2 separate regions of the Mus musculus genome follow, and region 1 is linked to region 2. Evidence: chromatin contacts called from public Hi-C data. All regions are on one chromosome and are shown on one strand. Each heading gives the region's core, a stretch centred on a gene start, on an enhancer-like site or on the middle of the called end of the contact. The rest is flanking DNA. Distances are from core to core; before and after follow the strand shown. Region 1 overlaps Gm38722 (a long non-coding RNA gene). Region 2 overlaps Cux1 (cut-like homeobox 1).

Region 1 (7,463 bases), core at 4,391-6,890, 180 kb before region 2:
ACCCCCACCCCCAGTGAGAGGGATAGAAGAATAATTCAGTGGTAGAGCAGCTTTGTGGCATGGAAGAGGCCTTAGATTCAATTCCCAGTACTGAAAATACATACATACATACATACATACATACATACATACATACATACATGAGTGAAAAGATTTCATCAGGGCCACTAAGTGTGTCTGATCACAATGTTCAACCCCCGCAAGAAAGCAAACAAACAAACAAACAAACAAACACAGTTTTGTGGCTGTCTTGCAGTGTACACCTCTGTTTCTCTTTCCTCTCCACCTCAATTTCCCCATTTGCAAAGTACAAGTTCTAGCACCCACATTCCGGGACAGGACTAAGGATTCCAGACAGATCCCAGATCCTGATCCACTGTGTTATTATTCCAGGCGCATGCTAGAAAGTCCCATTCATTCCCGGGACAGCGGTGCTGAGCCTGTCACCGAGCTGAGCCATCCTGAGATAATTTAAGAGGTCTGAGCCAGGGAACTGTCCCCAGGAACAACTGCTATGCCCCTCTATGGCCACAGGATAGATCAGCCTGCAGCTGGGCTACAAGGACTCTTCTCCAGGTGTTGTCACTAAAGATGCACCTTGTATGCTCTCTCTCTCTCTCTCTCTCTCTCTCTCTCTCTCTCTCTCTCTCTCTCTCTCTCTCCCTCTCTGCCTGCCACTCTAAAAAATGACTCCCAGGCAAAGAAAGCAGACATTCTGAGCTATAAATATTTCAGGGCAGAATGAACGTCCTTCCCGAGCCTGGCTTGCAGTATATATTATTTATAAAACCATAACTTGAGTTGAAAGGTAGTGGGTAAGAAAAAAAATTGACAATCTCCAGTCAGATTCAATGGGAGGTGGGAGGGCAGAGATGAGTGACTGAGCCGTACAAAGTCACGGGAGGTCATCTGGCTACACCCACCCTGGCTCCTGCTTCTTCCAAAGCTGGAAGAAGGGACAATGAAAAAGGGCCCTGGATGTTGGCAAAGAGTCAGGTCAAACAAGCAAGATCCAGCTTGCTTCTCAAGACTCTTGTCAGTGAGTCTTCCAACACACACCCGATGGAGAGAAAAAGGAATCTTGTGTGGGGCGGTGTGTGTAGAAACCAGAAGTCAATGTTGCTGTTCTCCTCAATAACTCTGCACATTATTATTATTTTATAATATTTTATTGCCTTTTTATTTATTTTGTATGCATGTCAGAGCATGAGATGTGGAGGTCAGAGGACCACTCTCAGATGTCAGCTCTCTCTTTACCAAATTTGACCTAGGGATTAAACTTCTGTCACCAGTGGGTTTTACCTGCTGAGCCCTCCACTTTATTTTGTGTGACAGGGTCTCTCACTAAACCTGGGACCCACCGATTGCCTGATCCAGCTGGCCAGTAAGTCCCAGGGATTGTTCTGTCTCTCGTCCCCCACGACACTGGAGTTACAGGCTTACATGGGTGCTCGGGATTTGAACTCAAGCCTTTGTGCTTAGGATAAGAAGTATTTCCTCCAAGTTGCTAATAGAGATGAGGGTTTGCTGTGAGGGAGCAAGCTAAGAAAGCTGCCCCCAAGGCCATTGCGTGAGCCCCTATTTCCACACCCTGCCCTCTACCCATTAAAACAAATAAGGAGAAACTACTGGGTGAGTTAATTTGCTAAAATAGACCCAAATGAAATAGCTGATTACATTTTTCCCCAAAGGAAACTTGAGTTAATTTGGCCGGTGACTTGTTGCCTGGCTGCCAGTCCCAACACACACACAGGAGGGGGTGTGGAAAGGAGAAGAAATCAACAGGGACCAGCACAGTCAGGCAGCTGTCTGTGACATCCCAGAGGTCACATTCCCAACTGTGAAATGGACGGATGACAACAAACACTCAGTGACACTTCCCTGCCAGCTGCTGTACATGCTCTGAGACGGTTCTATTGCTCTCTGTCCAGAAATAAAGCTAGAGCCACACAAGTCATTGATGTCCACAGCTAATGCCTGCAGGGGTGCACACCTGGAATCCCAGCTGATGCTCACGTGTGAGAGGGTCATGAGTTCAAGGCCAGCCTGGAGGACACAGTGAGACACAAAACATGGAAAAAGAAAAGGCAGGAAGTATGAGGAGAGAAGAAAGGAATGAGGAAGGAAAGAAAAGAGGAGAAAAGAAAGAGGGATAAAGAAGAAATGGGAGGGAGGGAAGGAGGAAAGAGAAGAAAGGGAAGGAAAGAGGGAGAAGAGAGTGGGGATAGTCTGGGACGGCAGCTCACTTGGCACAGTGCTTGTCTGGTACACAGGAAGCCCCGGGAGTCACTCCCAGCCCTGTATAAGCCACGCATGATAGAACATGCTTATAACCTCCTCAGTCAGGGTGGAGGCAGGAGAATCACAAGTTCAAGGTCATCTTTGACTCCAGGGCAAGTTGGAGGCCAGCCAGCCTGGGCTACATTGAGACCCCGTCTCTAAATTGAACGAATGAATGAGGGAGGGAAGGAGGAAGATGGGCACTGTAGAAGGCAGGCCTGGGTGCCCACAGTGCCTGTGGAATGTGGTCAGACATATATAGTGGCCCTATGGAATCTTCTGGGCTAATTCCTTCTGGCCAGGAGTTGATGTGTCCCAGGAGGTCTCATCTGGCCTTAGGAATCATCTGCAAGTGGGTCACTCATTACTGTTGAAGTCCCCTTTCCTATGTAGGCTCTACCCCATGTCCCAAGCAGATCCAAGGCCCCATGAGCCCCCACCTGCTGCAAGACCCCACTTAAGCCCAGATCTACTTTCCTTCACAGCCCATCTCTCTGACACCCCACCCACCAGAGGGAAGCTTCTTCTAGCAGCTGTCCCAGCTGGGCTTTGGTCCCTGCTGAGCCTCTCCTATTTTCACATCCCCTCCTCTGCCCAATAAAACAAATAAGAGGGAAATACTAGACAAGTTAATTTGCTAAAATGGACCCAAATGAAATAGCTGATTACATTTTTTCCCCAAAGGAAACTAGAGTTAATTTGGCCAGTGACTTGTGCCAGGCTGCCAGTCTCAACACACACACATCCAAACAGGGCTCCTCCCAGGGCCAGTTGGCAGCTGCCCTGCCCCATAGAGTGGTGCAGTCACCACCCAATGGGAGGTGAAGGTGGGGTGCGGAAGGCAGAAGTGCCCTGGGGAAATACTGTTAAAGGGGCATACATGTCCTGCACTGAAAATGTAGGCATACACATGCATGCACACATTGGCTTGCACAGACAAGCTCACAGTGCACACACCCAAACAAACACACGCTCACAAACACACTCATGCACGGACATGCTCAGAGCAGTCATTCATTCAAGCATACACATGAAAGTATGCACACATCCACACATGCACACACCCATGCAGTCCTGCTTGTGCACAATCTCCAATGCACACCCCCAGGGCATGCACACACTCAAATACAAACACACTCATGCACACATTGCAAGGGTATACACACATAAGCATACGCAAACTCATGAATACACACCCTCATGTTTGCACACATTCAAAGCACACAAACATGGGCTCATGCACCCTCATGCCTGTACACACAAGGCATGCATAAAACAAGCTATTTAATTCCCATGCATCCACACACACTCAAAGCATGCTACACACATCAGTGCACACCCCCCAGAGCATGCACACACAAGCACATGTACTGCCCAGCACTCGCATACATAAAGCATGCACATAGTCACACATGTGTGTTTTACACACCCACATACATGCTCGGGTGTGTTTCACAACTGCACTCCCACTGAGGGCACTTGGTGGGATGACTCAGTGGTCACATCTGCAGACCAATGCTGCTGAACCCATAAGTTAATTATTACTGGAGCTGGGGAGATAGCTCAGTAAAGTGCTGGCCACAGAAGCATGAAGACCAGAATTTGATCCCAGAACCCATGTAAAAAAGCCAATTGTTGTGACATTCATTTCTAATCCCAGCGCTGGGAGCCAGAGGCAGGTGGACCCATGCTGGCCAGGCAGCCCAGACAAACTCATGAACTGTAGGCCAGTGAGAGACCCCGTCTCAAAAATAAGATAGACATTGTCCTGAAGACTAATACCTGAGACTGACCCCACAAGCACTCAAGTGTACGCCTTTACACATGAACATCACACAAACACATACCCCAAATCCACAGGCATACATTCAGGCAAAGCACTCAAACACATTAAATTAAAGTTTGGGAAAGTAAATATATATAATCTTTTTTTTTTTTTGGTTTTTCCAGACAGGGTATAATCTTTTTTAAAATCTTAACAAAGTAAAGTCCATACTGAATGGAGGCTGCACAGCATCCTCTTCATGGTCCCCACCAGAGCACCTCACACTTCCAAACTGACATCACGAAGCAGGGGAGCCCTTCAAGTCCTCCCATCAAGAGGGGGTCCTCAAAGAAGTTTTCAGCCCTTCCTTGGATCCAGGTAGGCACCTGTGAGCCCAAGAAGGGGTGCCAAGTGTGAAAAGCAGGTGTTCCCCAAATCCCACAAGCACGGGGGCTGCAGTCACATACTTCTAGAATGAGGGGCATTTATATCCACAGGCACATCATAAACAAAGATCCACAAGTACACAGAGAGACACACAGTCATACAGACAGACAAACACACACATGGCTACACATACAGACACATGCAGACAGACACACATATAGACAGACAGACATACACATAGTCATACATACAGATACACACAGACAGACAGACACGTACATATAGACAGACAGACACACATGTCCACACATACACACACACACTCATATACAGACAGACACACTCACACATAGCCACAATATAGACACACACATACATATACACAGCCACACATACACAGCCACACATATACACACTCACATACAGATATACCCACACAAAGATGCACACTCACACATAGCCACACAGACAGACAGACACATAGATATACACACACACACATGGAGACACACACATACGCAATCATACACATAGCCACACACACACATAGACAGCAATTCATTCACACACTTACACGCAAACAGATACATACTTGAAAGCTAGCATTTATTTACAGAGTCACCCCCATGCAGGGAAATACATTCACACACAACAGACACACAAACATACATGCGAACACACTAATACCCAAATTCACACACACTGACACTCCCTGAGTCATTTCTTCTTGTTTTCCTCCTCCTCCTCTTCCCTCTTCCTCCTCCTCCTTCTCTTTGTTTCTCCCCCTCATCTCATTTGTACTAGTCTCACATAGCCCAGGCTATCCTTGAATTCATTATGCAGTCAAGAATGGCTTTGAATTTCTGATTCTCCTGCCTCTACCTCCTGGGTGTTAGGATTACAAGTGTGCACCAATGCCTGGATGCCCATAGTTTGTCTTAAAGAATACTCTATACTAGGAAGTTGAGAGCAGAGCAACTACCACATGGACACAAAAACCCAGGTCGGGCCAAAAGCAGGCTAAGACTAAGGTCGGGGCTACGGCCAAAGTCTAGTTAGCACTTGCCGCTGCGCCACCCACTTTCTCCTTATTTTGGCCTCTAAGTGTCAGGAGTCATAGCCCAGTGAGGGATCCAGACTCCCATCTCTCCTTTGCTGTTCTCTCTTTTTAACAACCAAGAAACGGGAAGTTAGACTGGTTTCCACAAACACCACTAGGTGGCGCTCCGCTAACGAAAATCTGAATGGACCGCACGGCCAGCTCATCCAGACCAAGGCTGACCTCCTGCCTCCATCTAAGTCACAGTGCCCCAGGTTCTCAATCCCTGTGTGTCCCAGCCTCAGCTTCCATTTAAGGCCTGAGGCAGATAAATGGGAGAGGGGACAAGGTTAGCTTATGGCTGCTCCCACCCAAGTGGTTCATATCCACTCTGCCTCCCTAGTTTCTAGAACGGAACAGAGGCAGGGTCAGGACGGGGCTCATTGGTAGAGCCGCACCTACAAACACCCAGTGAAGGAGCTGGGAGCCTGGCTCAACAGCAGAGCACCTGCAAAGCCCTGGATCCTAACTCCAGCACCAAAACTTAGTGAGTTAATCAAATTAAAAGTGCGATGATAGAGCCAGGCATGGTGGCAGCTGACTATAATCCTAGCAGCACTCGGGAGGCTGAAGTGGGTAGAAATTGGATTTTAAGGGCAGCCTGAGCTATGGTGAGATAAAGGTTCAGTAAGCAATAGTGACTCAGTTTCCCTCTTTCAGTTCCCCTGGGACAGCACTACCTAGCATCTATCTTTGCCCTCTCAGTTTGGGGGGGATGGTTTCAAAGCCCATAGAGAGATGGGAAGACCCATACTCTCCACTATACCCAAACGAAAGGGTCAGAGGCCCAGGTCCACCACTGAGCCGGCCCCATCCAAGGGAGCAGTTTTAATTTTACTGCTTGTCAGTCCAGGATCCATCCAACATTCCTTCCTCCAGGAAGGCTTTCATGACTTACTCCTAAGTAAAGACTCCAGCTGGACCTTCTACAGTAGGAAGTCCTGGGCCACAAAGTACTGTGGACTCAGAAGGTCCCCTAGTCAGACACACGGTGGGCTTGGCCAGTTGTCAGTGACGGGCTCTGGGGCAGAGATAGAATCACGATACTGGATCTTGGGAAAGCCTGTGAGGTGTCAGACACTGGTGTGATTAGAAAGGCCTTTAGGGTAGGTGATGAAAACTTAGAAAATACCCTAAGAGAAGTAGGTTTCATCTCATGTCATGAACCTCACTGGCTCAGAGAGGTCAAGTGGCTGATAGAACATCACACAGCAGAAGCAACACACAACGTGAGGCTGAGTGAAAAAAAAAGGGGGGGGAAGGAGAGGGAAAGAAAACTAAAATTAAGAAAATAAATATATGGGCCAGGTGTGGTGGCACACGCCTTTAATCCCAGCACTTGGGAGGCAGAGGCAGGCAAATTTCTGAGTTCGAGGCCAGCCTGGTCTACAAAGTGAGTTCCAGGACAGCCAGGGCTACACAGAGAAACCCTGTCCCGAAAAAAAAAAGAAAGAAAGAAAGAAAGAAAGAAAGAAAGAAAGAAAGAAAGAAAGAAAGAAAGAAAGGAAGGAAGGAAGGAAGGAAGGAAGAAAGGAAGGAAGAAAGGAAGGAAGAAAAGAAAATACATATATATATGAACACATGTATACACATGCACATACACTCCTTAGAATAGTCCAGATGGCACCTTTAACTTGTATCAAATGTTATCTACTTCTGTAAGACTCACCCCTAGGTACTATCTGTCACCCTGCCATATTAGCCTTGAGTAATAGACAGACTGCAGTAATACAGTCACCAGGACAATGACAGCAGTAATGAATGTCCCTGTGTGTGTAGAGGTCAGCAGGGCTGGGTCAGGCTGGGTCAGCAGGGCTGGGTCAGCTCAGGCAGCCTCCCCGATGCCAAGTCCCTGCAGTCCATGGACTCAGGCTGAGAGTCCTAGGGCACAGGGCAGATCCAGATGGAAACCCCAGGAAGGCACAGAGGCAG
Region 2 (7,622 bases), core at 2,164-4,663:
GAGCTTCTGGGTACATCTGGACATATGCACACACACACACACACACACACACACACACACACACACACACACACACACACAAAATAGGGGCATGTTTGTATGTGTTTATGATAGGCTACTTGTATACCTGGTATCTGCTACCCATGGTGTTTTTATTAATTTGAAAGCCCAGTCTTGTGACTCATACTTGCCGTCCTTCTATTGAAGAAAGCTGAGGCAGTGGGATCTTTGTTTTCAGGCCAGCCTGGTGTAAAGAGTGAGCTCAAGACCAACTAAGCAACTTGGTGAGACCTTGTCTTAAAATAGTAAGTAAAAATAGGGCTGTGGGCATATGGTTCAGCAGTAGAGTGCTCTCCTACAGCCTATGAGGGGCTGGGGACCATAAGATGCTTGCCTAGCATGCACAAGGTCCTAGGCTCAGCCTCACCTAATATATAAAATGAAACAAACTGTTATTAGCTTAGAACACTATACAATGCTTTAGGTGCAGTGGATCTTTGTTTCATAAATATATTTTAGGGGGTCTCCTGCCCCCTTTCCCCCCAAAAAAAAGAAAGAAAGAAAATTCTAATTTAATAGTTATCAGTAAAATACTCCCCAGGGTGGTTTGTACTGATAGTTAATCATTTTGCAGATATTTATGTAGCTGCTTCCATGTGTCAGACAGTTGGGTCCTGAGGAGGAAATTCTAACCCTGTTCTTTAGCTTTTATCTCTTCCACCTGGCAGTGGACCATGGCCATGTGGCAGGCTGAGTGCTGGGATCCCATAACTGGCATCTTCTGCTGAAGTCTTTCCTTGCATCATACACATATCCATGTGACAGTATTCTCTGTATAAGCCACAGATGGCTCAGTAACCTTCCATGTAGATAAACACTTCTGCTTTTTTGAGTCTTGTTAGAGCCATGTCTTTCTCAATCTGTCTGTCTGTCTGTCTTTCCATCCGTCTGTCTGTGTCCTGGTCTTCCCCCACCTCCTCTTGTTGGTTGGTTTATTTGTCTGCTTGGTTTTGATTTACCCTGTGCTTGGGATGGAACCCACAGCCTCACACATGCTCAGAGAAGCCATACCACTGATTGTCTTGTGACTCAGGTCTTTGTTGGTTGAATATGATTTCAAAGACCAGATTAATGTCTTCAGTACCTGGTGTGCTTCTAGAAGGAGCCTGGGCACTCTGGTGTTTAGATGAGCTTTGCACGACATCAGCTATTTTTGATGGGATAATTAAAAAAAAAATGCTTGGCTGTCCTGCAAGCCACTCCTTAATTGTCTTTTCTTACTCCAATGTGGTTTTTCTCTATCTTAATATAAAAAAGAAGGGGAGAAGTGAGGGTGTGTGTGTGTGTGTGTGTATGAGAATATGTATGTGTGTGTGGCCTTATAGCATGAGTGTGGACAGCCTCAGTGTTGGTGATTCTCATCTTCCACCTTGTCTGAGACAGGGGCTTTTGTTCTATGCTGTCTGCAAGAGGGTAGCTGTCCTGTAAGCTTCTAGGAGTTCTGGTTTCTCTGCTTCCCATATGACCATAGGATTATAGATGTGTGTGGCCATACCCAGCTTGATGCAGGTTCTGGGGATCCAAACTCAGGTCCTCATGTTTTTGTGGTGAGTGCTTTCCCCATGAGCCAGCCCTCCACCCCCTTCTTCCCTTCCTCCACAAGTTCTCATGTAGCCAAGCTGGCTTCAAACTTACTTCAGATGTGAACTTCTGGGCCCCCGCCTCCATTTCCCTGAGCGCTAGGATTACATGCACCTGGTTGGTTTATGAGGCGCTGGGAGTGGTGATCTGGGATGAGAGTGCATGGCAGGCAAGTACTCTACCAACCCAGTTATAGCCCTAGCATGCTTTTTAGGCTTTGACAGGATCTTACATAGCCCAATTGGTCTTGGACTAAGTATGTAACCAAGGCTGCCCTTGAACTCCCGATTTTTCAGTTTCCACCTCCTGAGTTCTAGGATTGCAGGTAAATATCTCCATACCTGGTTGATGTTTGCATTCTTGCACAACATTTTTTAAATGCTAGATTTGGGACGTCTCTTCTAGGAAGTGGAAGGAATTCTTGACCGTGATAGAAGAAGATTAGATTTGTTGATAACTTCTGTGCTTTAGCAGATGCTGTGGGGAGAGATCTCTGCTTTTTGTCTATGGGGAGGAAGTGTTTTCAAAGTTATGGACGAAGCGATGGACCCCACATCTTTACCTTTCAACCTTTTGCAGAGGTGAGGAATTAGAGCAAGGAGGAAGCAGAGGAAAGATGAAGAATCCAGGTCTGTGGCTTTTGTCTGTAATCCCTGAACCATGGTGGCTGAGATATGAGGGTTGTTGTTATGAGTTTAAGGCCACCCTGGAGTAAAGTAAGACCCCAGCGTTAGACAATTAAGAAGGAAGGAGTAGAGGGTAGTAATCCTTTTTTGTTTTTGGTTTTTCGAGACAGGATTTCTCTGTGTAGCCCCTGGCTGTCCTGGAACTCACTCTGTAGACCAGGCTGGCCTCGAACTCAGAAATCCACCTGCCTCTGCCTCCCGAGTGCTGGGATTAAAGGCGTGCGCCACCACTGCCCAGTGAGGGTAGTAATACTTAACTGTGGCTGGGACCCAAGCGCACTTAGTCACTGCTCTGCTGCCTTTTATAGCTACGCAGAAGTGACTCAGCCTGGAAAAAGAGAGTCACTTAAAATAAAGTAGCCACTCCAGTGGGGCACATCTTGTTCCTATGCAGCCAGCTGGCTGGAGCCTTGTGGGGCACATTGTCCTGTAAGGGGGGGGGGGTCTGGGAGAGGCATGGTGTTCAGGTAGGGGTGACCTTACCATCACCCGGTGGGGGTCAGGAAGGCCATGTATGACCTTGAACTTTCAAGCAGCATGCTGATATTGTGTGTGTGTGTATGTGTGTGTGTGTGTATGTGTGTGTGTGTGTGTGTGTGTGTGTGTGTGTGAGAGAGAGAGAGAGAGAGAGAGAAAGAGAGAGAGAGAGAGAGAGAGAGAAATATTGCCAGACCTAGAAGGCTGCTGTGACTTGAATTTGTCTGTCAGGCTTCATCCCCTCTCCCCTGACAGGGTTTCTCTGTGTAGCCCTGGCTGTCCTGGAGCTCACTTTGTAAACCAGGCTGGACTTGAATTTAGAGCTGCCTATCTCTGCTGGGATTAAGGGCATGTACCACCACTCTACTTTTGTGTCAGCCCTCCTTTAAACCAGAGGTCAGTCTGAAACCTCCAGACTCAGTTGAGCAAACATGGCAGTTAGGTTTTTTGTTCCACATTGAACATATTCAGGCAACTGCACTGGAAACCCACAGATGTGCGTCCCTGATGTCACTGACTGTGGTTTTTAAGGGAGAAGGTAGGCCAGTGATGTCTTGCCAGACATGGGCCTCTTAGCCAGGACATGCCCAGAGATGTTTTAACTAGTCACATGCTAGGGACATGAGCACCCCTGCCACAAGAGAGAACCACTGTGGGGATGTGGGGACCTGTCTAAACCACTTTAGAGAGTCTGTAGCTTCCTCCATTTCGGGTTCTTGGCATTCTGATAACACTGATTACCCACGTGCCTGGAGCTTTACACGGGTGCTTAGGATTCAAACTTAGTCTTCATGCTGACATAGCAAGCACTGTACCAACTCTCTGAGGCCTGCTTATTTTGAGGCAGGGTTTCACCAAGTGACACAAAATAGCCTATTATTATTATTGTTGTTGTTGTTGTTGTTATCTCAAATAAATTCTTCTCTTTGTGGGGCTGTGGGAAATCCACAAGCAACTTTTCAATGCAGTGTTTTCTCCTCGGAGGAGGAGAAATGAAGCACATTTTTGCTTCATTGCGAAGAGGTCACTCTAGTATCTGGCAGAATCCTAAAGCCTGAGTAATCAGCCTGCGTGTTTAATCATTCTAGAGTCAACCACCATAAAGTTGCAATACAATACGATTTTAACTAGACAAAGCTTAAAAATTAAATAGAAGCTTTTAACTGTTACCAGTTAAACATGTTCAACCAGTACAAAAAACATAAGTAGTTTTCTTAGTTTTGAGGAGACCCCAGGGGAAAATTTACCCCAAGGATCAAGTGCAGCTCAAGTCACAGTATTCTAGCATGTTCTAGAAAGAGTCAGCAGGGGCCTTGGGAGGACATGAAGCAGTCCTGAAGAACAGAGGGGGCCACTGGGTTGTGCGCAAGCATGGGTGAGCACTACTAGTCCAGGATTTCCCTCCCACACATGGTGTGACCTCTGCTCCTGGGGCCTTTCCTGTGCAGAACTCTGTCTGGTTCCAGGGGTCTTGGAAGAGAAATGGCTATTCCCAGGCCAGCTGTTGCAGATGTCCAGGGGCGTCTGACCCTGAGCAAGATTCCTCACTGTTTCAGATGTTGTGTTCTTTCCTATACTCTAAAGAGCAGCTCTCACTCAGTGTGTATGGGGTGGGAGTGGTTCAGATTTGGGAAGATCTTTGTAGACCTTCATCAGTTGCACATCCTTAATGGGAAATCCACAGTGTTTGGAGCATGTTGGAGGATTTGAGGCTTCACATGTGTGGACTAGGAGTGCTCTGCCTCTGCTGCCAGCTGCTAGAGGGGAGTGGTTTAGCATATACAGAACATGCACTAAGTACACAGCAAACACTTTTAATCCCTGTCTCCTCCAAAAGGAGCCCTGAGGTTTCTCTAGGGACTAGCAGGTATAGAGAAGGTTCCAGCCATCAGCAGGAGCAGGCAGATAATGGCCAACTAAACAAATGGGGCACATGGTAACTTCTGGTGATATACACACTGGAACAGCCCTGTCTGTAGCTCAAGCCTGTTATCCCAGCACTGCGGATATTGAGGCTAAGAATTAGGACTTCAAAACTAGCCTGGGAAACTTGATGAGAACCTGTTTCAGGAATCAACTGGACTGAAGATATTACATAGTGGTAAAGTACCTGCCTAGCAAAACAAAAACCACAGGATTATGCAGTAGTGTGTGCTCATGGGTGGGTGGGTGGACACTTGAGGAACTGAGATTATTTTAAAGTCAGAGTGAACATGTCCATTTGTAGCATCCCTATCCCCAAACACAAACACACAGCTACTGCAGAGACGCTGAAGCCACTGTTGGGGCATTTGGGTGGGTTATTTGTTAGTGGATCCTTCACATTTAAGTAAAGGCTTAATTGTGTTGAGCAGAAAGACATCAGATGCCATCTTTCAGAAGATCAGGGCTGCTTCTGAACTCCCTGACTGGCAGCATTGGAAGAATCCTTAACGTGATCCATGAAGAGTTTAATCTCCCAGTGTCTCTGTTGGGCTTGCTTGAAGACACCAGGGCCACCCATGGTCCCACTGTACCACACACTCTCTATGGGAACAGCAGATGAGACCCAGGTCTCTGAAGAGTGCTTAGAACTGACAGCCTCTCCCCCTGAGCTGTGTGTCTCTTCCTCTGTGTATCTGGCATTTCCAGAGAGCTATTTTAAGCATCATGGACAAATTATCTGAGCATTTAACAGCTGTGAAAAGGAAAGGATTGTAAAGAGATTTACATGGGCTAGAGTTTTAATGGTGACCTTTGTGAGCCTCCATATTCCCATAGAGAAATGGGACTGATGGTCCCAGATGCTAGGTTGAACTGCTTCCAGAATAGCATGGCAAAGTCATGGGAGCTGTGTGATTGTGATGAGCATTGCTTTGAGAGAAAAGACACTGAGTTCAGGAGTAGATTCTGCCTTATCTTATTTATTTTAGAGATGAAACAGGGCTTTCTGGGTGCTAGGCAAACACTCCTCCACTAAATCTCAGCCCCAGCCCCTCACTGGAGGGTTCTAGGCAAGCCCTGTACTTAAGAGCCACACACCCAGCCCCTTGCTGGAGAATTCAAAGCAAGTGTTCTGTCTCAGGTACATCTCTTTTTTTAAAACTTGTATTCTAAGGCAAGGCCTTGGAATATAGCTCAGGCTAGCCTTGAGCCTACAATCCCCCTGCCTCAGCATTCCAAGTAACTAGGATTATAGGTATATGAGGTGGTAGGATATATTTGGATCACCATGGACTAACTAATGGCCAATAATGGCTTTTGATCTTACCTTTCAAATCTCAGTTTCACAAAAATGGACTCAGGTCTGATTGACAGACATGAGTAAACTCAGCCTGGTGGGTTAGTAGCCATGGTCTAGTTGGCGTTCCTGAAGGAGATCTTAGATGGGAGTCAGAACATTTGGGGCTCCATTCTGATGGTGCTGCTGCTACTGACTTGGTTTGCAACCTGATCAAGCCCCATCACCTTTCATTTGACAGCTTTTAAACGATCAGGTGACTTCTCTGTGACATTTTACTTAGACCACACCAGCTTCTGCTGCTCGTTTCTCTCTGCAGCTCTTTCTCTCTTTGTCTGTCTTTCCCCACAACATTCATGGCAAGCTCTTTTTAGGTTTTTTCTTTTCCAGAATTTGCATGTATTAGGAGATCTTTGCAGATCCTGTTATGTGAGAACTCTGAGTTCACCAGGAAGAGTTTATTTACTTTCTGGTTCTGGGTAACTTGAGGGATATGACAGGGACAGCTTATAACAGCGGTTGACATTTATTAATAGCTATCTATTCATGTAGTTCTTTTCCAAATACTTTTTTTTTTCTTTTAAAGACAGGGTCTCATGTAACCCAGGCTGGCCTCAAACTCACTATGTAACCAAGGGTGACCTTGTATTGTTAACCTGCCTCTATCTCCCAGTGCTGGTATTACTGGTATGCATTTGTATGCCCATCTCCATCCACTTTTAAGTATGTGTTTCTGCAATAGGTACAGTGTTTGAATCAGGCAGAAAAAAATCGAGACCTAGAAAAGACATTAACTTGCTTTGTATGTCCTACTCAAATCAGCAAAGCTGGCAAGAGACTGTACATCTAGCCTAGCCTTCCTAGGTCTGTGCCAGCGTGGGTCCCTGGGGAGTGCTTCCACAGTCTTGCAGCCCACAGCCACCTTCTGGGTACACAGAGCCAGCTGCCTTGTGGGATGGATCTCCAGAGCCTCCTCCTGCTGCTGAGGCTGCCTGGTCCCACATCACCACCCTCTGCTGCCTGCTTCCAAGCACATGAACTTCCCTGGGCATTTAGGGGAGAGTTGGAACTGCTTCTCATGGCATTCTCTACATATCTTTTGCTTCCCGTTTCACATCTGATCAGTTAGACCATCAGTCTTTTTGGAACCCTACTATAATTTTGTGCTGACTGCATGTAGAGCACTGTAAAGAGGGTCTATGGCAAGTGTGCTTGGTTAGTGCCTCTGACTTGATAGCTCAGCTACTGCAAAGAGGCCCAGCTTTGGTGCTGGTGCTGGCCACATCTTCCCTCACCAGCTTCCATGTTACACGGTGGGAGCATTGCATTCCTAAGGTACAGAGCATGAACATTTCTGCTCAACAAACCTTTTCTTCTAAAAGTACCTCGCTGGTTTTCTCCATTAACTGAGCCGTGCTTGCTAGATGAGTGTGAACAGGAACCTCGTGTACTTGATATTTTTTCTTTCTCTTGACTGGCACACTGCCTTTCACTCTGAGTGGCCTGTTCACACTTTCCTGTCTTCCCCTCTGACAGCTTTGCTCATTTTCCTTGTTAGATCACTTGCTGCCATGCCTTACCCACAAGTAGAGACCCTG

Evidence for each region. A called contact is a pair of places that touch in the nucleus more often than the background predicts.
Region 1: a contact with region 2 is called in a Hi-C map of bone marrow-derived macrophages, with 2.5 times the contacts expected there. The contact joins two enhancer-like sites. A contact is called at or near these places in 1 of 15 datasets of contacts at CTCF or cohesin (large pre-B cells), 10 of 484 Hi-C or Micro-C datasets (adipose-derived mesenchymal stem cells, bone marrow-derived macrophages, cerebral cortex and 7 more) and 1 of 115 datasets of contacts at active chromatin or transcription factors (embryonic fibroblasts).

Annotation. Positions count from the first base shown.
Region 1 is chr5:136,662,903-136,670,365 of GRCm38.p6, reverse strand. The region is part of intron 2 of Gm38722 (a long non-coding RNA gene); the gene reads right to left. Among named protein-coding and RNA genes, the nearest start is that of Myl10, 27 kb to the left of the region's middle. Within about 2 kb of position 5,640, at least 23 of the 459 cell types and tissues checked have an H3K27ac peak or open chromatin away from gene starts, as enhancers often do. A contact at or near this core is called in bone marrow-derived macrophages, where this site is marked.
Region 2 is chr5:136,475,797-136,483,418 of GRCm38.p6, reverse strand. The region is part of intron 2 of Cux1 (cut-like homeobox 1); the gene reads left to right. Among named protein-coding and RNA genes, the nearest start is that of Gm16599, 87 kb to the right of the region's middle. Within about 2 kb of position 3,413, at least 82 of the 459 cell types and tissues checked have an H3K27ac peak or open chromatin away from gene starts, as enhancers often do. A contact at or near this core is called in bone marrow-derived macrophages, where this site is marked.